2 separate regions of the Mus musculus genome follow, and region 1 is linked to region 2. A link is a contact called in public Hi-C data. All regions are on one chromosome and are shown on one strand. The core of a region is the stretch at or near the end of the contact, and the rest is flanking DNA. Distances in the headings are between cores, read along the strand shown.

Region 1 (6,196 bases), core at 942-3,441, 38 kb before region 2:
GCCAGAAAACCCATTAGAACTCACAGATAAGGACATGATCATGGGGCTGTGAACCCATACAGTATCAAGACCTCCTTTTATCTTCTACCCCAGTAACCCAAACCCATAGCTTCCATGGTCACGGTTCTCCTGTTAGCTGGAGCCCTGGTCATCATGCATACTTCCAGGAAGCAGAGAGGAAGGAAGGGGTCAAGTCTAAATGCAGAGTTCCCCTGTTAGGTGAGCCATTTCCCTTCTTCCTGGGAGCTCACCGCTACTATAGTATTTATATTATATACCTACACACCTATATACCTACATACCTATATATAGTATATAGTATATAGTATGTAGTATGTAGTATGTAGTATGTAGTATGTAGTATGTAGTATATAGTATATAGTATATAGTATATAGTATATAGTATATAGTATATAGTATATAGTATATAGTATATAGTATCATACTATACTTATGTTTGATTGACCGTGATTTACCTGGTTACCCGGCTGTACCTTCTTGTGTAACCTGGGTTTATTATTTGACTAAAAACATTCCCTTTGAGAGAGTCCAGAAGCCTGTTTTCCCTGAGGTCAATGATAGGTCAATGCCCGGGTCACTAGCCAGGGTTAAGAAAGGGCCAATGTGATTGGCAGATGCCCGTCGTTCTAAGAAAAGTCTGTGGGTGGGAACACTGGCATCCAGCGTCCACCTTGAGCCATGAGTCCTTGGGCAGGTTGCTAGTCTCTATGATCTCTATATGCAACCCACGGGGGAACCACACTGTGACACGGCCGTTGGAGGGATTATGGGAAAAGTTTGTCTGCGTAGTGTAGTGCTCAGTGCAGCCAGGTGCACGTACAAGGCTTGGTTGAACAGTGTTGGGGATAAACCCCAGAAAATTTCATCAGAGCAGGTTGTCCTTATGAATTCAGGTCATCCTCTGCTTTTCTCTCGTGTTGTCTTGCTCTGGACCCATTGTAACATTTGTAGGCAAAGGAAGCCTTCATCTTGTTTTAACTGCCAAATACACATAAAAGAAAAAAGTCCCCTCCCCTACCACATACTAATCAAAATACTAAACATACAGAGCAAAGAAAGAAAAATTTCCCTTTTTTTTGATGGGCTTATAAACTCAGTACTCTATGTATGTTGTAGCACACCTCAGACCTCCTTTCCTTAAAATTTTAAATCACATTTGTTTATTTATATATTGAATGTGTGTGTGTGTATGTGTGTACGTGTGTGTGTGTGTGTGTGTGTACACGTGTGTGTATGTGTGTGTGTATGTGTTTCTGGGGTGCCCATGTGCACAGTGGGCATATGGAAGTCAGAGGACAATTTCTGGAATTTGGTTCTCCACCATGTGGGGGCCTGGGGATTATTCTCAGGCTTACCCTCTGAACCACCACATTGTTCCCCTTCCTGTCCCTTTAAAGCTATAATCATATCCCATTGTCTCTCTATATCACCTTAAGTTTGTCCATTCATCTGTCAGTAGAAGGATAGCTAGAAAGAGTGGAGGTATGTGTGGAACCATCGTACATGGAGGAAACAGTGCTGGCTGGAGGTGTCCTCAGATGAAGAACCTGGGGATATAGTGAGCAAATCCCTAGGTCCATGCCAGCTGCTGTCAGGGTTCCAGGATCCTCAGATGACCTGGAGTCAGGTTCTAGAGAACTGTCGTTGTTAGGACCTTGACCTTGATTCTGTGGGCATGGTGGAGCCACGGAAGACTATTGGTCAATGAAATGCATAGAAAAATAGCGGCATGTTAATTAGCCGATTTTCATTCCTCTTCAGAAACAGACAAAGGAAACTTGGGACGAAGGGTTTCCTGGAAGAGGAGATATTTGGGGGCTATTTCTAGGTGTTTGGAGACCAGTAATAAAGAAAGAGAATTGCAATTTCCAGGGTTGGCTTTCCAAGTGAGAGAAAACAACCCACAGCCAGCAGGTGGCAGTGTAGGCTTGAGAGTGAGGGCTGCCTCAGCACAGCTCTAGTGCTCCCAGTTTCAGCCTTTTAGTTCCAGAAAAGGATGTGGCTTCTAACAAGGAGGAATTTCATCTCTCCCTGCCTTCTCTCCTTCTACCATTCTGCACTTTCTCTTATTTCCTGGTGGTTTTCCAGTTGACTGATAGATCTATGAGAAGAGGATAGCTCATATTTGAGAGCCCACCCTTTGCTGAGTTGGTTCTCCCAGTAGTCGGTTTGCCTGCCCACACTGTCCACGTGTGCAGGACAGGCAGCCAAGCACCTTCAGCCATAAACTGAGGGAGCCTGTTTGCTATGCTTGAGACAGAACGCCTGGAGCAGCTGCTTGCTCTACCCCTTCTGAGATGCCTTCACGTAGGGCTGAGGTTGGGTGAGGTGTAGTATTTGCCTTTGATAAAAAGCTAAAGGGGATTGTGTGGTGGCACTTAGTTTCAATCCCAGCATGTGGGAGCCAGAGGCATTCAGATCTCTGTGAGTTCTACATAGTGAGTTCCATAGTGACAAGTAGAGACCGTTAAATAAATAAATAAATAAATAAATAAATAAATAAATCAGTCATTCAACCAACCAACCAACCAACCAACCAACCAACCAACCAACCAACCAAACACCACAGGGATCATTAATAAAAACCTCAATAATTGGCTGGGAGTTTAATTCAGCTCGGTAGGGTACTTTCCTAGCATGTGTGAGGCCTTCTGCTCAATTCCAAACATTTCAGTAATGGTGAGATGGCTCATTGGGCAAAGAGGCTTGCTGCCAAACCTGAGTTTGAACCCCAGAACCCACACAGCAGTAGAAGAAAACCAACTTCTGCAAGTTGTCCTTTGACTCTTCTTCCCTCAGTACAGTATGGCATGCACATACCTACCTGTGTGCGTGAGCATTCACACACACACAAACACACACACACACACACACACACACACACACACACACACTAAGTGAATGTAATTTTTTTGTAATTAAAAACCTTATGTGCATGGGTGTTTTGCCTGCATTTATTTCTATGCTTTGGTGTGTGCATGGTACCCGAGGATTCTAGAAGACGGTATCAGACCCCCCAGAACTGGAGCCACAGAGAGCTGTGAGTCACTGAGAGGACGCTAGGATTTGAATCTGGATTGTCCGGAAGAGCAACCAGTGCTTTTGAACACTGAACCATCAAAAACAAAAAATTTAAGCATAACACATTTTGATATAACATTTTAATAAATAGTCAACTTAATATAAAAAAAAAGCTGCAATTGCAGAAACTGGGAAAGTTGACTTCTTCCAATAGAAAGCAAGAAGGTCTCCTGGGCTGGGCGTGGTGGCGCACACCTTTAATCCCACCACTCGGGAGGCAGAGGCAGGAGGATTTCTGAGTTCGAGGCCAGCCTGGTCTACAGAGTGAGTTCCAGGACAGCCAGGGCTACACAGAGAAACCCTGTCTCAAAACCAACCCAAAAAGAAGGTCTCCTGGGCTTTGGGGTATGGACCCATCAAGGTAAGGGCTTAGCTGAGCCTTCCCCAAGTCCATTTATAGGTGGTCTCTGAATCTTGTCCCATCTCATGGGTTGTCAGATGGATATCTGGTCCTACTAAAAGTGAATCAAGCATTAATGGGAGAAATCTAAGAGACTCTATCACACATAGCCAGGAGGGACTGAGGAAAGTCAGGATAACAAAGAGAGATCACTCTGGTTGTTCTTTACCAGCCAGCACAGCACCTCAATCTTGCTCCCACATAGCGTTAGCATCTGGTGACTCATGCTATAGAGGGGCTACTCATGGCAATGGGACAGAAGCTCTGTGAAGATGCGACCAACAACCCCCCCCCCCAGTAATTTAGGGCATGTATATTTAGAACTCATGTTTGTTCATGTCCATTGGCCAAGGTCAGGATTTTCCAACCTTAGAACTGGTGATGTTCTGGGCCCATGTTAGTGTTTGCAAACATGTGAGCTTAATGTTATGAGCGCTAATCACAAAGCTAGATTCTGTAGACACTTTGTTTTTTTTTATTTTTGTTTTGTTTTTAATTTTCTTTGTAACAATGAAGAGGAAAAAGATTTCCTAATTTTAAAAAAATGGAAACTGGAAGACTGCAAAGCTGGGCGGTGGTGGCACATGCCTTTAATCCCAGCACTTGGGAGGCAGAGGCAGGAGGGTTTCTGAGTTCGAGGCCAGCCTGGTCTACAAAGTGAGTTTCAGGACAGCCAGGGCTATACAGAGAAACCCTGTGAAAAACAAAACCAAAAACAAACAAACAAGACTGCAAAATGCCAAGGAACTTGCCCAGTCTTGCAGATCCTGATAGCAGTGTCTTGACTTGAACATACAGATATACACAGGTGGTTCTGAGAGAGCCCAGTAATACTGACTTCATTCTTTACTTCCTGGCTAACCTGGTGTGTTTTTTCTCCCTTTAGGGGATCCCAACAAGCCATCAGGATTTAGAAGTGTTAAAGCTCCAGTCACCAAAGTGGCTGCATCTGTTGGAAATGCTCAGAAGCTGCCCATCTGTGACAAATGTGGAACTGGTATTGTGTGAGTATTGGCTTCGCTGGTGTTAGAGAGTGGACAAACCATGAAAGTGTGGGAGTTGCTGGGTGTTGCGTAGCTTGGGGGTAAAGTCAACAAATCGATCAGAATACGATCAGAACTTTTATCTTGACATGATAGAGGCTTTTAGAATGACGAGTCTTCCCATTCACAATCCAGAGGCCTGCTGTAGGGCCTCTGAAGAAACCCCAGACCTCACCTCAGAAAGAACAGTACAGAGCCCTGGTGTGACTAATGGAGACCCATTCTTCCTTTCTCCTGCAGTGGTGTGTTTGTGAAGCTGAGGGATCACCATCGCCACCCTGAATGCTATGTGTGCACCGACTGTGGCATCAACCTGAAACAGAAGGGCCATTTCTTTGTAGAGGATCAGATCTACTGTGAAAAGCATGCCCGGGAGCGGGTCACTCCGCCTGAGGGCTACGATGTGGTCACAGTGTTCCGCGAGTGATGGAGAGGACCTGCCCTGTCTACTGCCCTCCAGCCAGCCTGCTGCACCTGGTTCTCGGAATATTCTGGCTCTCTCCTCCCTGACAGTCCTGTGCTTACTTAGTGTTAGTCATGCGCAATAAACATTGGGTTTCGTCTGGGCTGACTGACTCCCACTGGCAGGGTGACATCTGCTTTTATATTATTGGGAGATGGTTTTGTCCCTGTCCCTTCACCCACACCTCAATGCACCTTCTTCACTTGGAGTCTTCTCTGCTGCAAATGGACATTGGTCCATTGGAACTAAGCCAAATGTAGTATCTCTGATGTTACTTGGTTTTACTTAATAAATTTAGACTTTAAAGCAATGTGTGACCTCTTAGTTGACTCTGCCTGTGTTCTATGTCTTGTTTCATGAAATATGGAGTCTCTATTAGGTTTGGTTTCTAAAGTTGTGAGAGATGTAAGGCTTTTCCCAGGCATGAGAAAGCTACTATGAACAAGCTGTGTTTCTTTTCATCTTTGTGACTTGCTGTAAGCATCATTGAGAACAGCAAATATTCTTAGTTATTTTTCTGTTGCTGTGGTAAAACATGATGAAGGCAACTTATAGAAGAACTAGTTCATTTGGGCTTACAGTCTTGGTAGAGAGGCATGACAGCAAGTGGCGTAGCACCACCAACTGGGGACCAAGTGTTCACTGCCTGTGTGTGTGTGGGGGGGCACTGTCATTCAGACCACCGCCCTATTATATCTTGTTTGGTTCTGTTTTAGAGAAATTGTCTTGGAGTTTGAGGGAATAAAACTTCCTGTTTTAGAAACTTTTCTATTACGGTGAGAAAACACCATGACTCAGGCAACTTATAGAAGAAAGCATTTAACTTAGCTTACAGTTTCAGGTGCTGAGAGCCCATGATGGCGGAGTGAAGGAACAAACTAAGAGCTTGTGTCTTAGTCCACATGCACGAGACAGAAAGACAGACAGACACACTGTAGATGGTGTGAGTCTTTTGAGACCTCAAAGCCTGTTCACAGTGACACACTTCTTCCAACAAGACCGTATCTACTTATCTTTCTCAAAACAGTTCTACTAAGTTTGGAATAGTGAAACAAGCGAGCTGGTGGGGGCCATTCTAATTTTCATCACCACATTTCCCAAATAACAGGTAGGTAGCTCCTCCAGTTCGTCTTAGAGTATGCTTCTACCATTCTTTTCCAGACTGCGTAGGCGTGCTATCTCAGAAGC
Region 2 (6,896 bases), core at 359-2,858:
TATGAAAATTTGTCAATGTAATCTACCATATAAACAAACTAAAAGGAAAAAAACACATGATCATTAGATGCTGAAAAATCTTTTGCCAAAATACAATACCCATTCACAATATTTTCTCCCTTGGAGAGATCAGGAATACAAGGGGAAAACATCAAAATAAGAAAGGCAATTTACAGCAAGCCAATAGCCAACACCAAATTAAAAGGAGAGAAACTCAAAACAATTCCAATGTCCACTCTATATCTTTTCAATATAGTACTTGGAGTTCTAACAAGGAAAATAAGATCATAGCATTAACAATCTGATGGCCAAAGGGAGGGCCATATGCATCTCTGTTTAGAATGTCTTCACTCTTACCAGGACAGTTACAGATAGTATTTAACTTTACTGTAAAATATAGCCATCCATGGGATCAGGTGGGGGAGGGAAGAATGGAGGGAGACAGTAGGGGAAAAGACAACTTAAATTGGGGTACATTTGAGTGGTGATGAGGAAATCTAGTAGGTGAAAATGTCCTAGAATCTATGAGGGTGACACTTGTGAGGACTCCTCGTAATGGAGAATACAGAGCCTGAGCTGGCCATCTTCTGAAACCAGGCGAGTCTTCCAGTGGTGGAACTGGGACACTAACCCAGCCACAAAATCTTTGAACTAAAACCTGTCCTGCCTGCAAGATTTGCTGGGGTAATGGTATCTCAGAGCTTGTGGGGGTGGCCAACTAATGATAGGTCAACTTGAGACCCACCAGGAGTGGAAACCCTTGTCTGACACTGTATAAATAGTGAGGAACTGGAAGCTGGATGGCCCAGAGACTTAGGATAAAACCAAACACAATTGCTCTCCTCCTCCCCAAAAGAAAAAAAGTCAATGAAATGATTCCTAATGGTATTCTACTATACTCATAGATTGGTGCACAGCCTAGTTACCAGAAAGGCTTCCTCCAGCAGCTGATGGGAACAGATGCAAAAACTCATAGTCAAACATTAGGCAGAACTCAGGAAAACTCTGAAGAAGACAGGGAGGAAGGATTGTGGGAGCAAGAGGGGCCAAGGACACCAGGAGAACATGGCCTACAGAATCAGCTAAGCAGGAGTCATAGGGGCTCACAGAGACTGAACAGGGATTTTTTTTTTTTTTTTTTTGCTTGCTCTTGGGATCCTTTCCCTATTAGTGGGTTGCCCCATCCAGCCTTTATATGAGGGTTTGTGTCTAGTCTTACTGCATCTTGTTATGTCATATTTAGTTAAGATCCCTGAGAGATCTGCCCTTTGCTGAAGAGAAATGGAAGAGAGGAGAGATGATGTTGTGGGGGAGGCCTGGGAGGCATGGAAAGAAGGGAGACTGTGGTCAGAATGTAGCATGTGAGAGGTGAAAGAATAAAAGGAAAAAAATAGGTATCCATACTGCCCTCTAAAGAAGGGAGAGTCATGTTGTAACGACAAACACCTTTTTACAGTTGCTAATAATAGAAAAAAGTAACGTTAGGAAACGGGCAGTTTTATTTAAACAGACCAAAGTGTACTAAAGATAAAGAGGTCAAACTCAAAGTCCAAACTCTGTGTACTTTCGGAAATTGCATTTATAGTCCCTTGGAACATAAGCTTTCCAGTGCATTTGTTCCCAGTGAGTCAATGGCTCTCTTCATCTTTCTGGGGATTTGGCTTTCTTGTTTTCTTTTTCTTTTTCTATGGAATCAGCACCGTGGCAGAGGGAAGCTCCCACCTGGCCCCACTCCTTTACCAATTGTTGGAAATATTTTGCAAGTAGATGTTAAAAATATTAGCAAATCTATGGGCATGGTAAGTGTGATTAGTTTTCTTTCAGTGACTTCCTTCCACCCTTCCTTCCTTCCTTCCTTCCTTCCTTCCTTCCTTCCTTCCTTCCTTCCTTCCTTCCTTCCTTCCTTCCTTCCTTCCTTCCTTCCTTCCTTCTTTCCTTCCTTCCTGCCTGCCTTCCTTCCTTTCGTTTCTTCTTCTTTTTTAAAAAAGAGAATAATTTATTTATTTTTATGTATATGAGTACACTGTAGCTGTCTTCAGACACACCAGAAGAGAGCATTATATTCCATTGCAAATGGTTGTAAGCCACCACGTGGTTGCTGGGAATTGAACTCAGCACCTCTGGAAGAACAGTCAGTGCTCTTAAGCGCTGAACCATCTCTACAGCCTCCCTCCCCTTTAGTGCTTTTTAATGAGTGAATTATACATCCTTAGTAATAATATGTAGTCCTGTACTGGATGCAGATGTTACCAGAGGCCAGGAAAGAAGCCTTAAAAGAAGTGTAGGAATACAGGTTTACAGTACAGCAACGAAAGGTATTTTAATATCAGCGGCCACTTTCATAGATCGATCAATCGATCGATAGATAGATAGATAAAGAGACTCAGGGGATTCTCTTGGATTGGCAGTCTTGAAGTTTTTTACAGGTGAAAAAACAGAGGCATGGCTTGAGGTTTTTGTACAGCAAGGTCTTATTTATCAGTGCTGAGGAAGTTTCTGGTTCTTGAGGGTAGGAGACAATGTGCGCTTGGTGCTGAGGAAACTGATTTCATTCTGTGTCCAGGAAGTTGTTAAACTGCTCAGGGGATGACCTTGGGATTCTGGATGTGGCACTTTGGTTCCCAGGAGAGGACTCCCCTTATTTAGAGTATTTTTCTTCATGGAGTGAGCTGCCTACAGAGCTTGCCTGTTCCTGGTGGTTTAAGATCATTGTTGGCGGCTTCCAGGGCAACTAAAGAGGTTTTGAAAGAGAACCCCATCTTGATGGCTTCAATATTCAAGCAGGAAAATTAGCCTCTTAGAATAAACCCTTGAATGCTTACCTAGTCTACACTCAGAATCCAATAGGAATTGAATCACACTCTAAGGTCAAGGAGACAGGAACGAACTGAAGGCAGAGATGCTAGTGTTTATCTTGTTTTAGTTACTCAGGCACCGGCAGGCCCAACTCCAGTGGATATTATGTGTGTGTGTGTGTGTCTAATATACATACATGTGCATGCATACATGTGTGTATGGATACATGTGTTTGAGTGTGGGCACATATGCACCACAATTAGCATGTGGCAGTCAGAGGACAACCTTGGGTATCTGTCCTGCTTGTCACCTTATTTGAGACAGTGCCTTTGTCAGTTACTGCTGTGTATCTCAGGCTAGCTGGCTGTGAGCTTCTAGGGATTCTCTTGTCTGTCTCCCTTCTTGTGGAGGAAACACCAGGATTGCATGCGTGTATGACTGAAAGACACAGAATCCAGGATGGGATTTGTGACAGTCAGGAGCAGCAGAGTCCATGCTCACAGTGTGTCCCAGGTTCCTTTCAGTACATCAGTTATTCTCTGATGAACTGCAGTGCATGCAGAACTGTGTTCAATTACAAAATATATTAATTTATGTATTCTCAAGTCTACATTTTTTCTAGATGATAAAATGATTTGGAGCCAAGGACATAACCAAGGTTTCAATAGTTCTGAGAGTTCTTATCAAATTTTCTGGATAATGAATCAATGACTTCTCTATCATTCATTCACATGACAGTCATCCCCTGAAATATGAAGGAATGACCAGAAATCTATCTTTTCCCTGAGACAGCCAGTCACCAGGGAACTCCCTGCCTCCACAATTCCTTCTTCCTGGGCTGGGAGCTCTGAATTAACTCATGGCTTGAGGCAAATTTTAAAATCTCTCTGAGCTTATTTTCTATTTCTCTACCATGCAATGATTTGCCACAGGGGAGTTGACTCTTCTTGCCTTCAACAGCAATGGATGGCTGCTTGGCATCAGATCCACGCTCTGTGCACACAGCTGATATAAACTCTGTAGAAGGTACAGCCTGGATAGCAGACATGTCCAACTTGCTTCATCCTCAGTACTGCCAGAACTCAGATCCATCAGTGTATGGATGACGTGGAAAAGGGGTGGCGGGAGATGATTATTAGTGTACAGTGGAGGTGACTGAGAGAAATGCCTTGTATTCTGGCAGAGAAATCTGTTGCAAATGTAGGTTTATCAGGAAAAGGTAAAAGTAGAATGCGAGCAAATGTGTATCAGCCTCTGTTGCACTGAAGAACAGTAATAATAGCAATGTTGGCAAGAGCATAATGATAATGGCTGCTTAAATGTCATTTTTTATTAAACTACTGGGTTTAAAGTCAGTGAATGGGTGAATATTAAAATGTCTCTTTGGGCCTCTCCTCCCATTGATGCCCAATAAGGCCATCCTCTACTACATATGCGGCTGGAGCCATGAGTCCCTCCATGTGTACTCTTTGGTTGGTGGTTTAGTCCCTGGGAGCTCTGGGGGAGTCTGGTTGGTTGATATTGTTGTTCTTCCTATGGGGCTGCAAACCCCTTCAGCTTTCTCTAACTCCTCCATTGGGGTTCCTGTGCTCTGTGCAATGGTTGGCTCTGTATTTGTCAGGCTCTGGCAGAGCTTCCCAGGAGATATCAGGCTCCTGTCAGCAAGCACTTTTTGGCATGCACAATAGTTTGGTGATTGTATATGGGATGGATCCCCAGGTGGGGCAGTCTCTGGATGGCCTTTCCTTCAGTCTCTGCTCCACACTTTGTCTCCGTATTTCCTCTTGTGAGTATTTTGTTCCCCCTTCTAAGAAGGAGAGGCCCTTGGTCCTGTGAAGGCTCGATGCCCCAGTGTAGGGGAATGCTAGGGCAAGGAGGTGGGAGTGTGTGGGTGGGTGAGGGAACAACCTCACAGAAGCAGGGGGAGGGGAGATGAGATAGAGGGCTTGGGGGGGGACTGAGAAAGGAGATAACATTTGAAATGTAAGTAAAGAAAATATCCAATAAAAAATGTCTCTTTGGTATGAGTGAAAATATCGCCTTCACTGATCACTCTGCTCTGTTTTCAGCTAGCAAAAAAGTATGGCCCTGTGTTTACTGTATACCTGGGCATGAAGCCCACTGTGGTGCTGCATGGATACAAAGCAATGAAGGAAGCTCTGATTGACCAGGGAGATGAGTTTTCTGATAAAACGGATTCATCGTTACTCAGTAGAACCAGCCAAGGCTTAGGTACGTCTCCTTGTTGGGGCGCATCCAGGACTGTGCAAGTGGCAATGAAGCTAAATAAGGAAGAAAACTGAGAAACTAGAAGTACTTATGAGTCCATGAATGACTTTGTAAAAATTCAGAACAATCTAAAGATGGCACATGAGACACACTTCCTTATGTCATTTGTTTTTCTTGCAGCCTTCGCTCTTGTCACTGTTCCACTGCCCTCTTCCATTCCTGTCCTTCTTACTGATTCCCTTTCTCTCCCCAGGACACCCACCTCTCTGTGCACACATTACCCTCTCTTTTTATCTCCTCCTCTTAGATGTCTTCTTCCTCTCTCATGGGCTTTCTTCTTTCACAAGTGTACACACACACACACACACACACACACACACACACACACACACACACACAGACATGCTCACACACACATCACACACAAAATATGTACACACAAACATACATCTCTAGGTTCTCTATAGCAGAAAAAAAAGTGGTATTTGTCTTTAAAAGACTGGATTCTTTTACTAGAAATAATGATTTATACTTTCTTTCATTTTCATGTGAATGTGACTTCATTTTCTTTATGTTTGCATAAATCTTGACTAACGTGCATTAGTAGATTTTAGTGGCCTTTGGTGTGATATTTCTGTACAGATACAGCGTCCACTGTTGAATTTGGCTCCTTTTTCTCATCCTTCCCCACCTCCTCTTGACCCCCAAGTGATCATTAATGAAATTTGGTGTTAAAAAGGGGTCATTAATCCATTTTCAAAATTTTACACACACTGTTCCCATGAAGCATTAAGTTTGAGCCTGTGCCTAGGGCATATTCACTTTATAGTACAGCTTGTAAGAATAATGGTTAGCAAAGAATACCCATGGAGGGGCCCATGGCTCCAGATGCATATGTAGCAGAGGATGGCCTTATCTGGCGTCAGTGGAAGGGGAGTCCTTTGGTCCTGTGAATGCTTGATGCCCCAGCACAGGGGAATGCTAGGGCAGTGAGGTGGGAAAGGGTGGGTGGGTGGGAGAGCACCCTCAAAGAAGCAGGGGGGAGGGGGTGGGGTAGGAGGTCTTCAGAGGGGAAACTGGGAAGGGGGATAACATTTGAAATGTAAATGAATAAAATAACTAATAAAAAATTAAAAAAAGAATAATGGTTAAGTGACAGAGACAAAAAAAGAAAAGGAAAGCAACAAAATATTTTAGTCACTAAATCTCTATAACAGATTCGTATTCAGGGTCCAAGTATGGATCTAGATATTTTTAAAAGTGTGTATAGTATGAGAACAAGTATAGATATGAATATTTCCAGATTTATATCCACTTTTTTTCTCTTTAGAAATTGTAAGGAATATTTGAATGTAGTAGGATGAGAGAAAAGACACAACCATGCTCTCTCCAGAAGAGGGCCATTGCCATTCAGTGTTTATGCATTGCATTGATATTGATAATACTATGTTCCTTTCTAATTATTTTTGAGATTATAGTTTATAATCTCAATATACTCTAATATATCATATAATATAGAATATAAAATATAATTAAAATGTAATTGCAATATTTACTCTTTCCCTTTATTCCCCTCACACTCTCCTATATATTCTCCCTTGCTGCTTTTCACATTCATAGCCTTCCCCCCACCAGTGATTGTCTATCTACTTATCTATCTATCTATCTGTCTGTCTGTCTGTCTGTCTGTCTGTCTATCTATCTATCTATCTATCTATCTATCTATCTATCTATCTATCATCTATCTATGCATATATATATAATATTTACAGATCATTATTTACAACCTAAATATATAGCCTGCTAAATTTATATAATGTTACTTGTATTCATGTTTTCAGGGATGACTTTTTGTATTGAATTTAAAAAAA

What was found. Hi-C and Micro-C count contacts between places; a contact is called where the count stands out from the background.
Region 1: a Hi-C map of liver shows a contact between it and region 2, with 4 times the contacts expected there. The contact joins the enhancer-like site here to the promoter of Cyp2c70 in region 2. A contact is called at or near these places in 4 of 39 promoter capture datasets (embryonic stem cells, liver and macrophages), 8 of 484 Hi-C or Micro-C datasets (all in liver), 3 of 115 datasets of contacts at active chromatin or transcription factors (hepatocytes and liver) and 4 of 9 other capture datasets (adipose tissue, embryonic stem cells, liver and 1 more).

The regions. Positions count from the first base shown.
Region 1 is chr19:40,221,361-40,227,556 of GRCm38.p6, reverse strand. Pdlim1 (PDZ and LIM domain 1 (elfin)) reads left to right here. Exons shown (of 7, transcript NM_016861.4): 6 at 4,389-4,506; 7 at 4,786-5,318. The coding sequence ends at 4,972. Among named protein-coding and RNA genes, the nearest start is that of Cyp2c70, 37 kb to the right of the region's middle. Within about 2 kb of position 2,191, at least 5 of the 459 cell types and tissues checked have an H3K27ac peak or open chromatin away from gene starts, as enhancers often do. A contact at or near this core is called in hepatocytes and liver, where this site is marked.
Region 2 is chr19:40,181,998-40,188,893 of GRCm38.p6, reverse strand. Cyp2c70 (cytochrome P450, family 2, subfamily c, polypeptide 70) reads left to right here and starts at 1,608. Exons shown (of 9, transcript NM_145499.2): 1 at 1,608-1,799; 2 at 4,866-5,028. The coding sequence starts at 1,632.